3 separate regions of the Mus musculus genome follow, and regions 2 and 3 are each linked to region 1. Evidence: chromatin contacts called from public Hi-C data. All regions are on one chromosome and are shown on one strand. Each heading gives the region's core, a stretch centred on a gene start, on an enhancer-like site or on the middle of the called end of the contact. The rest is flanking DNA. Distances are from core to core; before and after follow the strand shown. Region 1 holds the start of Msc (musculin). Region 2 has its middle 60 kb from the start of Gm9947. Region 3 has its middle 39 kb from the start of Gm9947.

The links. Hi-C and Micro-C count contacts between places; a contact is called where the count stands out from the background.
Region 2: a Hi-C map of muscle stem cells shows a contact between it and region 1, with 2.3 times the contacts expected there. The contact joins the enhancer-like site here to the promoter of Msc in region 1. A contact is called at or near these places in 2 of 484 Hi-C or Micro-C datasets (granulosa cells and muscle stem cells), 1 of 115 datasets of contacts at active chromatin or transcription factors (embryonic stem cells) and 2 of 9 other capture datasets (adipose tissue and pancreatic islet).
Region 3: a Hi-C map of muscle stem cells shows a contact between it and region 1, with 2.3 times the contacts expected there. The contact joins the enhancer-like site here to the promoter of Msc in region 1. A contact is called at or near these places in 5 of 484 Hi-C or Micro-C datasets (the C2C12 cell line, adipose-derived mesenchymal stem cells, granulosa cells and 2 more), 3 of 115 datasets of contacts at active chromatin or transcription factors (embryonic stem cells, fibro-adipogenic progenitors and heart atrium) and 3 of 9 other capture datasets (adipose tissue, liver and pancreatic islet).

The regions. Positions count from the first base shown.
Region 1 is chr1:14,753,795-14,757,897 of GRCm38.p6, forward strand. It overlaps Msc (musculin), which reads right to left and starts at 2,172. Exons shown (of 2, transcript NM_010827.2): 1 at 1,436-2,172; 2 at 1-531. The coding sequence starts at 1,954. The coding sequence ends at 445. It overlaps Gm9947 (a long non-coding RNA gene), which reads left to right and starts at 2,193. Exons shown (of 4, transcript XR_003947744.1): 1 at 2,193-2,443.
Region 2 is chr1:14,814,028-14,818,130 of GRCm38.p6, forward strand. No RefSeq gene overlaps it. Among named protein-coding and RNA genes, the nearest start is that of Gm9947, 60 kb to the left of the region's middle. Within about 2 kb of position 1,879, at least 4 of the 459 cell types and tissues checked have an H3K27ac peak or open chromatin away from gene starts, as enhancers often do. A contact at or near this core is called in muscle stem cells, where this site is marked.
Region 3 is chr1:14,793,399-14,797,501 of GRCm38.p6, forward strand. No RefSeq gene overlaps it. Among named protein-coding and RNA genes, the nearest start is that of Gm9947, 39 kb to the left of the region's middle. Within about 2 kb of position 2,178, at least 8 of the 459 cell types and tissues checked have an H3K27ac peak or open chromatin away from gene starts, as enhancers often do. A contact at or near this core is called in muscle stem cells, where this site is marked.

The DNA of each region.
Region 1 (4,103 bases), core at 922-3,421:
AGCAACACTGCCCTTAGTGACAGGCCCCCGAAGAGCTCTAATGCCGGCCTTCTTTCTAGTGCTGGGAAACAGCTCTCATCCACGGTCACAGAAGGACCTGGCTGTGCAGGACCTTGCCATCAACCACAAGGCAATCAAGATTAGCTTCAAAACCAACCCGTTTCTGCACTGGACTCAGATAGCAGGCAGGGGGTTGTGATCAGAGCTAAAGCCCTAGGTTTTTACCTGGTCCACGTATTCTTCCCCTGAAACTGGGCTTTCTTTGGTTACAGAAGTTTGCACTGATTTGGGGCACCCATGGCCACCTGCGCTCCAGGAGGGCAAACCACACTTGTCTCCTGTCTTGTTCACAGGCCCAGGGAAAGGAGAAGGTCCAGAATCCAGTGGGACTTCCTTGGCCCAGTCCTTTGCGTTTACCACAATCCATCTAACTGCCCTGTCCCTCTAAGCGGAAGTTCCACAAAGCCTGTTGGCTGCAGAAACGTCTTTGCTGTCAGAGTCTGGGCGTCCAGAGACCACGAATGGCCACGTCTGAAAAAATTGAAATGAGCATCAGTTACGGAGGAGAAACGATCACAAAATGAAACCACTTTCCCAAGGGAATCCCGGCGGTCCCTCGCTTTTATTAGCGTTCTGGAAATGTGTGTGTCTTGTCCTTTGATTAGATTTTTAATCCTACTGGTTACTGATTATTTGAGAGCGACAGCGTACCTTCATGCTTTCCTCATGGGTTGCCCACATGATTTTTCTGTGAAAAGGGCGAGAGTTTAGAATTCTGTGATTTAATGTCCCCCTCCCTCACACACACACACACACACACACACACACACACACACACACACACGCTGCATTCCTTTTTAAATAGGTTTGGATGAGATCTTTCCCAAGCTCATGGAGCTGGCAGGTTAGACAGGGACTTTCCGGACAGTCGCGTCCAGGAAAACTATGTTGCATTAGTGTTTTCTTTTGTTTAAACCACTCAAACGTTTATTTAAAAAAGTTAGGTTCTCCCAATCTCCCCCTTCCCCCTTTAAAGAAAGCAGCACTGGCGATTCAACCCTGCTAGGTTGTTGTCTGGAAAAAGTTGGGCAACTGAGTTTTTGTTTGTTTGGTTGGTTGGTTTGTTTTGTTTTTCCAACTTGGCCTAAAAACTTAGAAATACTCCCAAGTGGGAAGCCACACTTTATCCCAGAAGTAGGGTGTTAACAGATAGCAGTCGCCAGGCAAAGGACCAGGACATTTTCAGATGGCTGGATGATTTTCTCCCAGCAAATGGCTGGCTCCTCTTGCCTTGATTCGGAGGTCACTGAACCAGATTCCTTACCACTGGTTCCAGAAACCTCCCCTCTTGGCTCTTCGTCTGGGGCCGAGCCAGCCCTGGGCCCGGGTAGCGCTCTGGGCTGCTGTCCCCCGGCCTCGAGCGCAGCATCCCTACCAGGTTCACAGGGTGCACATAGCTGTCCTCGTAGCGGTCCTCCTGCAGCAGCTGGCGCAGGTGCGCGATGTAGCTGGAAGCCAGGCGCAGCGTGTCCAGTTTGGAAAGCTTGGTGTCGGGCGGCACCCAGGGCAGGCTGGTCTTCAGTCTGGAGAAGGCTTTGCTCAGCACGCGCATCCGGGCGCGTTCGCGGGCGTTGGCCGCATTCCGCTGCGACTGCTTGCACTCTGCGGCCGAGCCCTTAGGCGGGAGCGGCTTCTTCCCCGCACCGCCTGCGCGGCCACCTGCGCCGCCAGCGTCAGCCCCACGGAGCCGCTTCCTCTTGCATCCTCCCGCGGCTCCCAGGGAGCCGGGCTCCTCTTCACCGTCCTCCTCTTCCGCAGAAGAAATGTCGCTGGGCGAGCCGTAACCGCGCTCCATGCGGAGCAGGGGCGGCCTCTTGGAGGCCGGGGCCGGGTAGACCCTCTGCAGCCCCCTCATCTCCGAGTCTTCGGGGTCACTCACCGAGCCGGTGGACATCGCCTATTCCCCGGCGCCCACGCGCGCGCGCCTTTCTCCTCCCCGGCCAGTCTCGCTTTCTCTGGCTTCTTCTCTCTGACAGAGGATGGGGTGTGGGAGAGCCCAGGGGAGGACCAGAGACCAGGGCTTGCCTCCGCACTGAGGCTCCCCTGTGAGCTGGGCGCCTGGAGTGGGCGCGATCTGCTGCTGACCCTGTAGCCCAGGGCTCTGCTGAACTTGACTCCGGATCCAAAAGTACAGCCGCGAGCTGAGCCTTTTGACAGGACTATTTATCTGTACTCTTAGGGAAAAGCCACCCCCCTCCCCCTCGGCAAAGTAGAGGGGGCTTGAAAGGGGGACAAGAGGTGGGGCAGGGGCGTGGAAGGGGTGGGGATCGTTTTTTCCCCCCTGAACCCTGCGGTTAGCGGGGCGGGGGCAAGGAATGTTTGCGCGCAAAGCAAAGACTTAGGCCTCTACGCCCACGACTGACCCTCAGAGTATCTGTGCGAGGTAAGTGAGATTTGGGAACAAAAAGAAAAGACCTTGTTCCTACTCATTCCATTTTCACCTGCAGCTGGTCTTAGTGGGAACTGAAGAATCTGAGCATGCCCAGTGCGGCTTGTCTCCCAGTGTGTTCCTGGGGACCTGTCATTCAAGTTCATTACTCAAGATGTGTGTTTGCTTATCCAAGGCTTCATAGAACGAGTACAGAGAAAGAGCAAAAACTAAGGAGCAGCTCCAATGACCCATCTCTTGACCCCCATCCCCCCTCCGCCCCCGCTTTTATAGTTCACATGGCAGCGCTTTTTTTCTACTTTGTCTTGTTTCATCTTCAAGCAATTTCTGAAACTTACATGTTATGATGTCCATCTTGCAAAATCACTGGGAGAGCAAATAAGTGGGATCAGGAATCTGTGTGTTTGTAGCATTTCAGTAGCCACAAGCCTCCTAACCTACACATCAAGAGATGTTATTTTCCACTGTTGTAAGATTTCCTCCGCGTGATTAAGGTTTGGACTCAGACCCAACGCTTTGAGAGCAAGTTCTTGGATGCAGAATAGTATGTCAGCACAGTTGCCTTGCCAAAATTAAAGAGAAAGGAAAGGGGAAAAGCAAAGCAAAGAAAGACCAATAACAACCAAAACCCAAAGGACTACCAAGCAGCCCCTAGAATTGTGCTGCATTTCAAGTCACAACAAAACACCTTGCCTTCCCCAACCCCAGAGCAGACAAAACAAGGTGGAAGGCAGGCCAAGTGTGCTCAAGCTGAGGGGCTTTGTTAACAAACAGACAGGTGTCAGCCGGGACTCCCGCTGTGCTCCAGACGGAGGAATTGGTGCCCTTAAAGGGTTGGGGTTTGACTGCCTTGGCTGAGCAGAAGGAAGCTGAGTTTCTTTTCTGTTCCACTCTGTTGTCTTCTTGTACTTCTCCTCTCACAGGTTCCAGATGAGAGTGGGTCAAGCAGATACGCGGATGCAGAAGCTGCCTAGCAAATTCTAGTCTTTACAGCAGAACAAATAGCTGAGCCCTGAGCCTGAAGTATCATAGCAGGTGGCTGGCAGGGGTTGATTCGGCCCTTCAGGCTTCCCTCCACCTTGTCTCAAGGCGATACCTCCCACTTAGGGGTATTGTGTACAACCACCCCTACTTGCTACCGTTCCTGAAGTTTTCTTGTACCTTTTGTCTTTGGTTGGGGGTAGGGTAAGAGAGGTTCTCATCGTGAGACAATTTGAGTAAAAAAGTCCTTTGCTCTCAGATTTTCTGGGTTGGGGAAACGCAGCTGTATTTGGCAGAGAGTTGGGTTTTGTTTTGTTTTTGTTTTGTTTTGTTTTTTTTGTTTTGTTTTGTTTTTGGATTGCTTAAACTTGACTGTAGGCAAGCCTGGCCAGGCAAAAGGGGGCGGGGTGGAGATGGGGGTGCAGGCAGAAAGATGGAAGGCAGAGGTGTTACATATAGATGACTTGAAGCTATCACTATAAATACATACTCTCACACATTAGGGGCAGGCATATAGGTTTTAAAAATCTGGGTTGTTTATACAGGTGCAGAACAAAGCTTTTCCTTAGGAAAGATTAATGGTGGGGGTATGCGGCATTTCTCTAAACAGTTCCCCAAACTGCCCAACCTCAGCGCTGAGGATTAAGGCTGCTTTCTCCTCCTTGTATCCTCC
Region 2 (4,103 bases), core at 629-3,128, 60 kb after region 1:
TTGGCCCTGGCATTCCCCTGTACTGAGGCATATAAAGTTTGCAAGACCAATGGGCCTCTCTTTCCAATGATGGCCAACTAGGCCATCTTCTGATACATATGCAGCTAGAGACATGAGCTCTGGGGGGGGGTACTGGTTAGTTCATACTGTTGTTCCACCTATAGAATTGCAGATCCCTTTAGCTCCTTGGGTACTTTCTCTGGCTCCTCCATTGGGGGCCCTGTGATCCATCCAATAGCTGACTGTGAGCATCCACTTCTGTGTTTGCTAGGCCCTGGCATAGTCTCACAAGAGACAGCTATATCTGGGTCCTTTCAGCAAAATCTTGCTAGTGTATGCATTGGTGTCAGCATTTGGAGGCTGATTATGGGATGGATCCCTGGATATGGCAGTCTCTAGATGGTCCATCCTTTCATCTCAGCTCCAAACTTTGTTTCTGTAACTCCTTCCATGGGTAGTTTTTTTTTTTTTTTTTTTTTTTTTTTTTTTTTGCTTTGCCAAGTGAAACAATTAATGGTTGAGAACTTGGTTCCATTATGTAGCGATATAATAGATTTATAGATGTTTATCAGAAATACCGTTGCAGCTGAGGCAAGCAAGCGTACGGAGTAGTTTAGCAACATGACTCCCCTTGCAGCGGGTTATGTACACAATCCTCTCTAAACAATGCACCTAGCAACTTGCTAGCCACTTAGGACACACCTGCGTGGATGCTTCTACACCTGGTTTAAAGGATGGAAATAAGTTATACTCTTGAGGCATGCACTGATAATAACTCCCTGTGCTTCTATTCAAACACATCCTGAAACACAACCCAAGAACTGTAGGAACGAATGGATAAATCAAACCTAGATTGGTTAAAACTGTGCCACAGGTGAGCTTTTAAGAACAATCTCCTATGTCCATGCACAATTGGATAAATATATATACATACATATGTGTGTGTGTGTACATTTGTATGATTAAAATTACATGCACTATGCAGGGTGACATGTGCAGAGCAAAGAAAAGCCTTCATAAACTAAGGCTGTTAACTAAAATAGAGAACCCCCAAATTATGTCCTAGTAACGAAGCTTCTTTTCTTGAACCCCAGAAAAAGTCCAAATAATAATTAAGGCCCCATCTTCCCTCTTGTACTCGACCTCTCTCCTGAAGTTTAAGCTGATGTGTTCTGTTCCTTTGTTTATGAATAAACTTTCCTTACTACTTTGCAATTTGAATGGATTTTTTCTTCATTCTTGAACCTAGGAACGCCAGGTAACTGGTGCTTGATGCTTTGAAGTTGGAGATACAAAGAACACAATAGAAGAACAATTTGTTTTTTCTTGCAAACATAGATTGGGGTTTACTTGTAGTATAGAAAAAATGAGTTAAATTTATTTATGCAATTTTCTGTATGATTTCCTTAGGTTTGGCAGTCAGTTCAGATAGCTAGCTAGCTTGCTTGCTTGCTTGTTTATTTATTTATTTATTTATTTATTTATTTATTTATTATTTTGCTTTTTCAAGATAAGGTTTCTCTGTGTGTGGCCCTGGAACTTACTCTGTGGACCAGGCTAGCTTCAGCAGTTTGGGCTTATATGTTTGTTATGTGTTAATGAGACATTAAAAGCAGACTTGAGGAGACCTTGAAATGTGTCTTCAGAATAGGACAATATTTGATTGATCAACAGAAAATATCCTTTTCATGGTTCCAAATGGATTCCCCATGAATCCATTAATCCCGAGTCCAGATGCTCCACAAGCCTTCAGCGTAATGAATTAGATAGAAATATGAAGCCTTTGTATGGTGGATTTTGATCCCAGCTGGGAATATGACTGTGACCTGAGGAAGAATTTCCAGAAGTACTAAATGCAACTGGAAAAGCAGCGACAGATATTAGTCTCAGCTCTCATGGTATCAGATTTTCGTCTCTGCCAGCCTGGGGCAGCCTGGGGGAATCCAAGAGATCCTGTGAGAGACTTCACAAGACTGAAGCTCTTCGTGTTCTGATTGCCTGCATCCAAATCTCTGCTTGCATCATAAGAAATAAAATAAAAAGTTAATGAAGCAAACCTGGAAAATGTGCCGGGGAAAAAAGGAGTCAGGATAAAAATCCCTAGTTTTGTTAGGAAAGCATCAGACCTGACTCTCAGTGTGGGGCACTGACACTAGAGCCAGCCCCAGCCTCCAGGATCACAGGGGAAGAGTTAAAAGATAACACACAGCTGTTCCCCTTTCTCCTGAGGATGGAGAGGAAATGGGGTTATACCCAAGCCGAGGGATTTAGACTGATCTAGGAGGAAACAAGGTAATGCTTTCTCAGAAGAAACCTAGTGTCTTCCCAGGGCTGGTTAGTGACCAGTGATTTCCCAGAGCCCCAGAGGCCCCCAGAATGACTCTGTTAAACACCACTATTCTCTTTGATAAAAAGACTCTTTTAAAAAGCAAGTTGTGTGGGATTGGATCAGCTTTAGCATTATTTCAGTTACCAGCTGCTCTATTTTGAGATAATGTATAAATTAAAATGGGGAAATTAGTTGTGACTTCATTTTTATCATTTGTTCTTGGTTAATTTTTTTTTTAAAATTGGTTCCAGTGGGAAGAAATGAACACTGAAAAGAATTCCTTGGTCCTGACAAGGCAGAAAACTATTTCTTCACGAGCAGACAACAGAAGGTATTAAGCTAGATGTAGGGTTCTCATTCTTGTAGCTTAGAAGTCTTAGCTCCATACTCTAAGACTCCACTGCCTTAGGCAGTCCCAGCACCGTGCTTTGCTGTGCTCATTTAGAAACAAGGAGAATATTTAATTTGCTAAAACACATTTTATGAGAGAAATTACCTAAAATGAGGCCATATGTTCTTTGGCTCTGAAGACAGAAACAGAGATAGATTTTGTGGGGCAAAAACTGAAGTGCATAAAACCATGGAAAAATTAGAGAGACAATTTTTTTTCATGAGAGCTCTGAATTTACCACCACCATTCACTGTCTCTTAATATACATGTGTCTGTTTGTCCACAATAGTGGAAGCACTCATGTGCAAAAACATGAACAATTACAATAAAGGGACTGCCAAACATTTGAGAGAGTGAGGAGGTGGTATATGGAGGATGAAGGGGGGGGGAATGATGCACTTATAATCTCAAAATTAAAGAACCAATACAAATGCATTATAATTACATACAGTAAAAAATAAGAAAGAATTGAGAAACTGGAGCAGGAGCTCAGCAATTGAGAACATATACTTCTCTCCCAGCAAACTTGAACTGGATTCCTAGCACTGTAATAAGTGGCTTACCATCACCTGTAACTCCCAACATCGCTGGCCTTTATGAGCACCTGTATTCATGTGCACATGCCTATAAATACACATACACATATACATAATTAAAAGTAACAAACGGAAATGTTTTAAAAGAGTGATGAGGCTTTCCCAGAGTAGTGATTTTTAACTATTTTGCTTCCTTCCTTCCTTCATTTTCTTTAGGTTCTTTTTTATTGGGGGGGGGGGTTCGAGACAGGGTTTCTCTGTATAGCCCTGGCTGTCCTGGAACTCACTTTGTAGACCAGGCTGGCCTCAAACTCAGAAATCCACCTGCTTCTGCCTCCTGGGTGCCACCTTTAATCTTATCTTATCTTTCATTTTCTTAAAGCAAAGCAATCTCATGCAGTTACTAATATATAGACAGTTTATAGTTTGTAGCATCTCTGTTATCATTGACTCATTACTATCTAAGAGGGACTAAACATTCTTTAACTTCATTGAAAAATTAGCTTTCCACATTTCTTGTGCCTCCAGATTACATGGTTATGCAGGATGTAGCAGGAAGCCTAGGCCTGCATAAAACCTTTATTTGCTCTCAGTTCAGATCTGCTGTTCAGCTTCCCACATAGGTCACCATTGACCTTCTTCTCTGAAAGTTATGGCAGGTTCCCAGAGGCCCCAGTTCTAGAAGGAAAAGACCCATGGGGGCTGCCTATAAATGGCAGCAATGATAGGGACCAGGAGCAATCCAATGCAGAGAAATGTGTGGCTTTTCTGTGCACAGTGGTTGCTGGGTTCCTGTGGCCTCTCACTGAGAACCTCTTTTATTGAGGTTATCTATAGCTAATTTACC
Region 3 (4,103 bases), core at 928-3,427, 40 kb after region 1:
TTCAGAGAAAAGTTTTATTCCTTTGACTGAGCAGTGGCACTTATCACATCATGCTGTATCCATATTTTTATGTCTAGAATAATTATTGTGCATTTAGAAGATTAAAGTTCACACCACAGTCTAACCCACACATATAACACATGTGTTTACCTGAAATACAAATAAGATGAAACCACATTTATAGATGTTAATGATACTGACATCTCATTTGGATAGACAAAAAGAAAAAAAGAAAAAAGAAAGAAATCTGTACTGAACTCTGAATCTTGCATCTTCTCTTTAAACATTTAAATATAGTCTTGGGGAGAAGTGTTTCCACATCACTGGCAAGATGGGGGAAGCCATGGCAAAAATGAAAAGACACAGCAGTAGTTACAATGTAACAAAGCTATGTTTCAGTAGATGTTGTAGCAAATGATTTAGTCAGGTTGGGAGGTCCCAGGGGAGATAGCAGCAGTTGGTGTGAGACATGAAAGTGGGAGAAACAGATATTCCTGCAAATCAGATGAATCAGAAGAACAAACCAATTATTGGGTATATTTGAGAGAAAATATCCCTGTCACTGGGAGCCTGTCAACCCAACTCAGCTCTGGGACTGGAGGTGACAGACCCTGGAGCATTGGCTTGGGTGTAGTAGGAACAAAGGAAGGTCACTACTTGCAATAGCTGGTTAATATTTATTGTGGGAATGTGTGCACCAGCTGTGTGCATCCTTGTGAAGAAAAAAGGACTATTCTGGGTATTTGCCCTAATTTTTGAGACTTTTGTTACTCTAGTTACAAGCATGTGTCACTACACCAAGTTCTGTTTGTTTGTTGACCCTTACATAGGTGCTGAGGCTCCAGATAGGTCCTCATGCTCCCCACACAAGCACTTTGCTGGCTGAGCTATCTCCTTCCTCTCCACCTCTATCAAGGCTTTAGTTTTAAAACTTCTCTATGGAGAAGAATATAGCAGTTGGTGATTTTACCAGGATAACGTTGAGGGCTGAGCCAGAAATCTCCCCCTATCCTCTACACCAGGGTATGGCAATTTCCATCACAGGTGGTTGGTGCTGGTAGCCCAACATTCTAATTGCTGTTATTATAAACTTGGCGGCAGAGTCACACAGTTGTCATTACTCTGCATAGCTTGGCTCTGATTTCTTACCAGACTTCACCCATGTAGAACATTCCTGGAAGGTGTGCATGCGTCCTGTTTGCTCATCTCAAAGAACTTTATTTCTTGATGCCTTTTTTTTATCCATACAACTATGTCATATCTATCATACCGCACTTTCTGGAGGAAATTATTTGTGGTTTGCTTTAGAAATCATTCCAGATAGTTTCTAGGAGACAATAAGTGAGGAGAAAGAGTATGATTTGTTTTGACACCTGAATATAGATATATTACAAACTCCTGAAATTCTTCTTAAAAGGTGTATGTGTGTGTGTATCTGTACGCATTCATGCATGCATGCGTGTGTGTGTGTGTGTGTGTGTGTGTGTGTGCGCGCGCAGAGGTAAAGGGCTGATCATTAGAGTATCTTAAGTCATTAATAAAGTCCTATACAGAAGCAGACTCCCATGTCCCTGAAGTATCGGACACTGTGGTCCTTCGGTGCATATATTCTGACCCAGGGCTAGAGTTAAGCCAGGCACTTGTATAAACAAACAAACAAATGAGTTTAGCAAAAGATATCTTTAAGGATTTCTTGGCTACAAACCATGACTACATACGGACAGACATAGCTGACAAGGACACTAACATTTTGCCACCCGTGTTTTGGTGCATGTTCAAAATCATGGACAGAGTTCAAGGAAAGTGAGATAAAAACTGCCTTCAATCCAAAAGCCAAGTAGAGTACCCTTCTGCTAACAACTGTTCCAAAAAAAACATGTGTTCTATAAACTTGCATCACTCTTATTTTTTGTATGTGTGCCTGCAGTTGTTTTGTGACCTCTGTGACCATGTGGAAGGCTTCCACATGCTAAGTTCCCTTTAGTGCTTAATTACTAGAAATGTAAGGACTCAGAAGGCATTGCAGCTGTTCAGTTTCAATTCATTTTCTGCTTATCTTCCAGGAATATTTAGAGTGTTGGACTAAACACATTCCTCTTTTATTTATTTATATATTTTAAGTGTTGGGAAACATGAAGACGTGAAGAGACTCCTGTTCCCACACTACTGGGCGGAACTAAAGAACTGGGTCATCCTCCTTCTGCAATGTTTTGGAAGGACTCAAGAACAGCAGGGGCATTAACTACTGGGAACAATTGGTTTTGCTTAAACACTCAATAGTCCAAGAGCTAGGCTGGAACATAAGGGCTTTAGGAAAGACTTCCTGGACTGTAGCCAGAGTCTGTATTAACTATATTCCAAGCATTCACTATTAAAGTTTGGATCAAGATGCTGAGTCCTAAGGCTCATTTTTTGTGATGTTTGATTGGATCTTAGGTATCACATTGATTAATTTGCTTATGAGTAATGGGACTGAGTTCCAAGGACATTAATGAATATATATGTAAATGTGGTGTCCCTGAGTCTGCTCAGTCAGCAAACTTCTATGACCTTCATGGCCAAGTACTCTAGACTCTTGAGAGTCATGTCCCCTCATCTCAGGACTCAGGTATTCTATCAGATCAATAAATTCCTTACATTTCTGGTTGACACATCTGTGGCTGGCCTCCTTGCATTTCTCTTACTATGAGATGATGCTTTTTAAAAGTGTTATGTTTTATAGTAGAGCTGTTCAATTTATTGCACTTTAGAAATTTCTAGGTAGCTTAATGCAACTGGTTAAAAATGTGTTTAGGGAACCATGAGCTGAAAGGAGAAATTAATGTCAAATGAGCCATATCTTGGGTGTGCAGATTAAGAAACAAAACTAGTAAAATGTAGAGGCTACCAGTTCAGAACACGAGAGTTCTAATGTCTTGGGACATTCTCAGAAGGCAAAGTTTATGTATTTACATGTTGACTCATTAAAAATAAGGGCTATGGGATTTCATTACTATCTCAAATAGTGGTACTTATTAAAATGTTGGCATCCATTCTTGCATCATTGCTTATTTATATGAATGAATTCTAATAAGAATAGGAGAGAATCATCAGTCACTGAAAAACCTTTGAAGGTCCTGCCCGTGTGTGACAGGGACCACAGAAGTTGCAATGTTATTTGAGCAACAAGAGACTATTTTGGACATTCCACATCAGAGTTTGTGTTTTACAGATTCATAGCATTTGCTGAGTAACTGAAAATAAGCAGAGTGTTTGGCTGACCACAGAGTACAACACTTTAGAAAACTGATAGTGAAAAACACAAACTTGGCAAGTTCTATTGTTTTCAAGTTGAGAGTCATCTGATAAATCCTTGTGAAATTGCATGACCCCAAAATAAAAAGAACATAGTCAAATACTCTCTGCAACATCTTTCCCCCACCCAGAATAACCTGAGACATAGGAGTAACCTGTGAAATGGAAAATTACACCACGAATTATAAGACGAAGGCTTTCAGGGTATTCTGTTTGCTGAATTTAAAATCACATTTTGGCCTTCTACTAACTATGTGCACCCTATCAGGTGCACACATGCATGTGGACTCCAGGAACCATATGCTCTAGGGCTGCAAATTAAATCCCCTCTGCTTTCCCTGGTAGACCCCCTATTCCATTAAAACAAGGAGCTTTTCCAGGAAAAAAAAAGATCCTGGGATTTTCTTTGGTCATTAGATAGCTCTAGGCCAGATAGAAACATAAAGATTTTCTTTGAGTGGGGAAAGAGGAGAGCTTTCCTGAAGATTGACTCAGGTTACAAAATTGAGGAAGAAGGATTTAAGCTTTTTTACTTCAGTTCCTTTTCCAAACATGGAAAGTTAAATAAGGGTCGAGCCTCCATCTTTCGGGGGCAGATCTCGTTGCAAATGTAAATTCTACTGGTCAACTCACAGCATTTCATACACAGCAAATAACCTAAACTTCAAGGTATAAAATGCCACATGCAAATCCTACCTTCAAGTTGGCATGGTGTTAATGAGAAAGATCGAAAGCAATGGTGTGCTCTTAGACTCACTGTTTGCCTTATTTCTGTTCAACTGTTTGCTTTATGGCTCTCTGTTTTAACC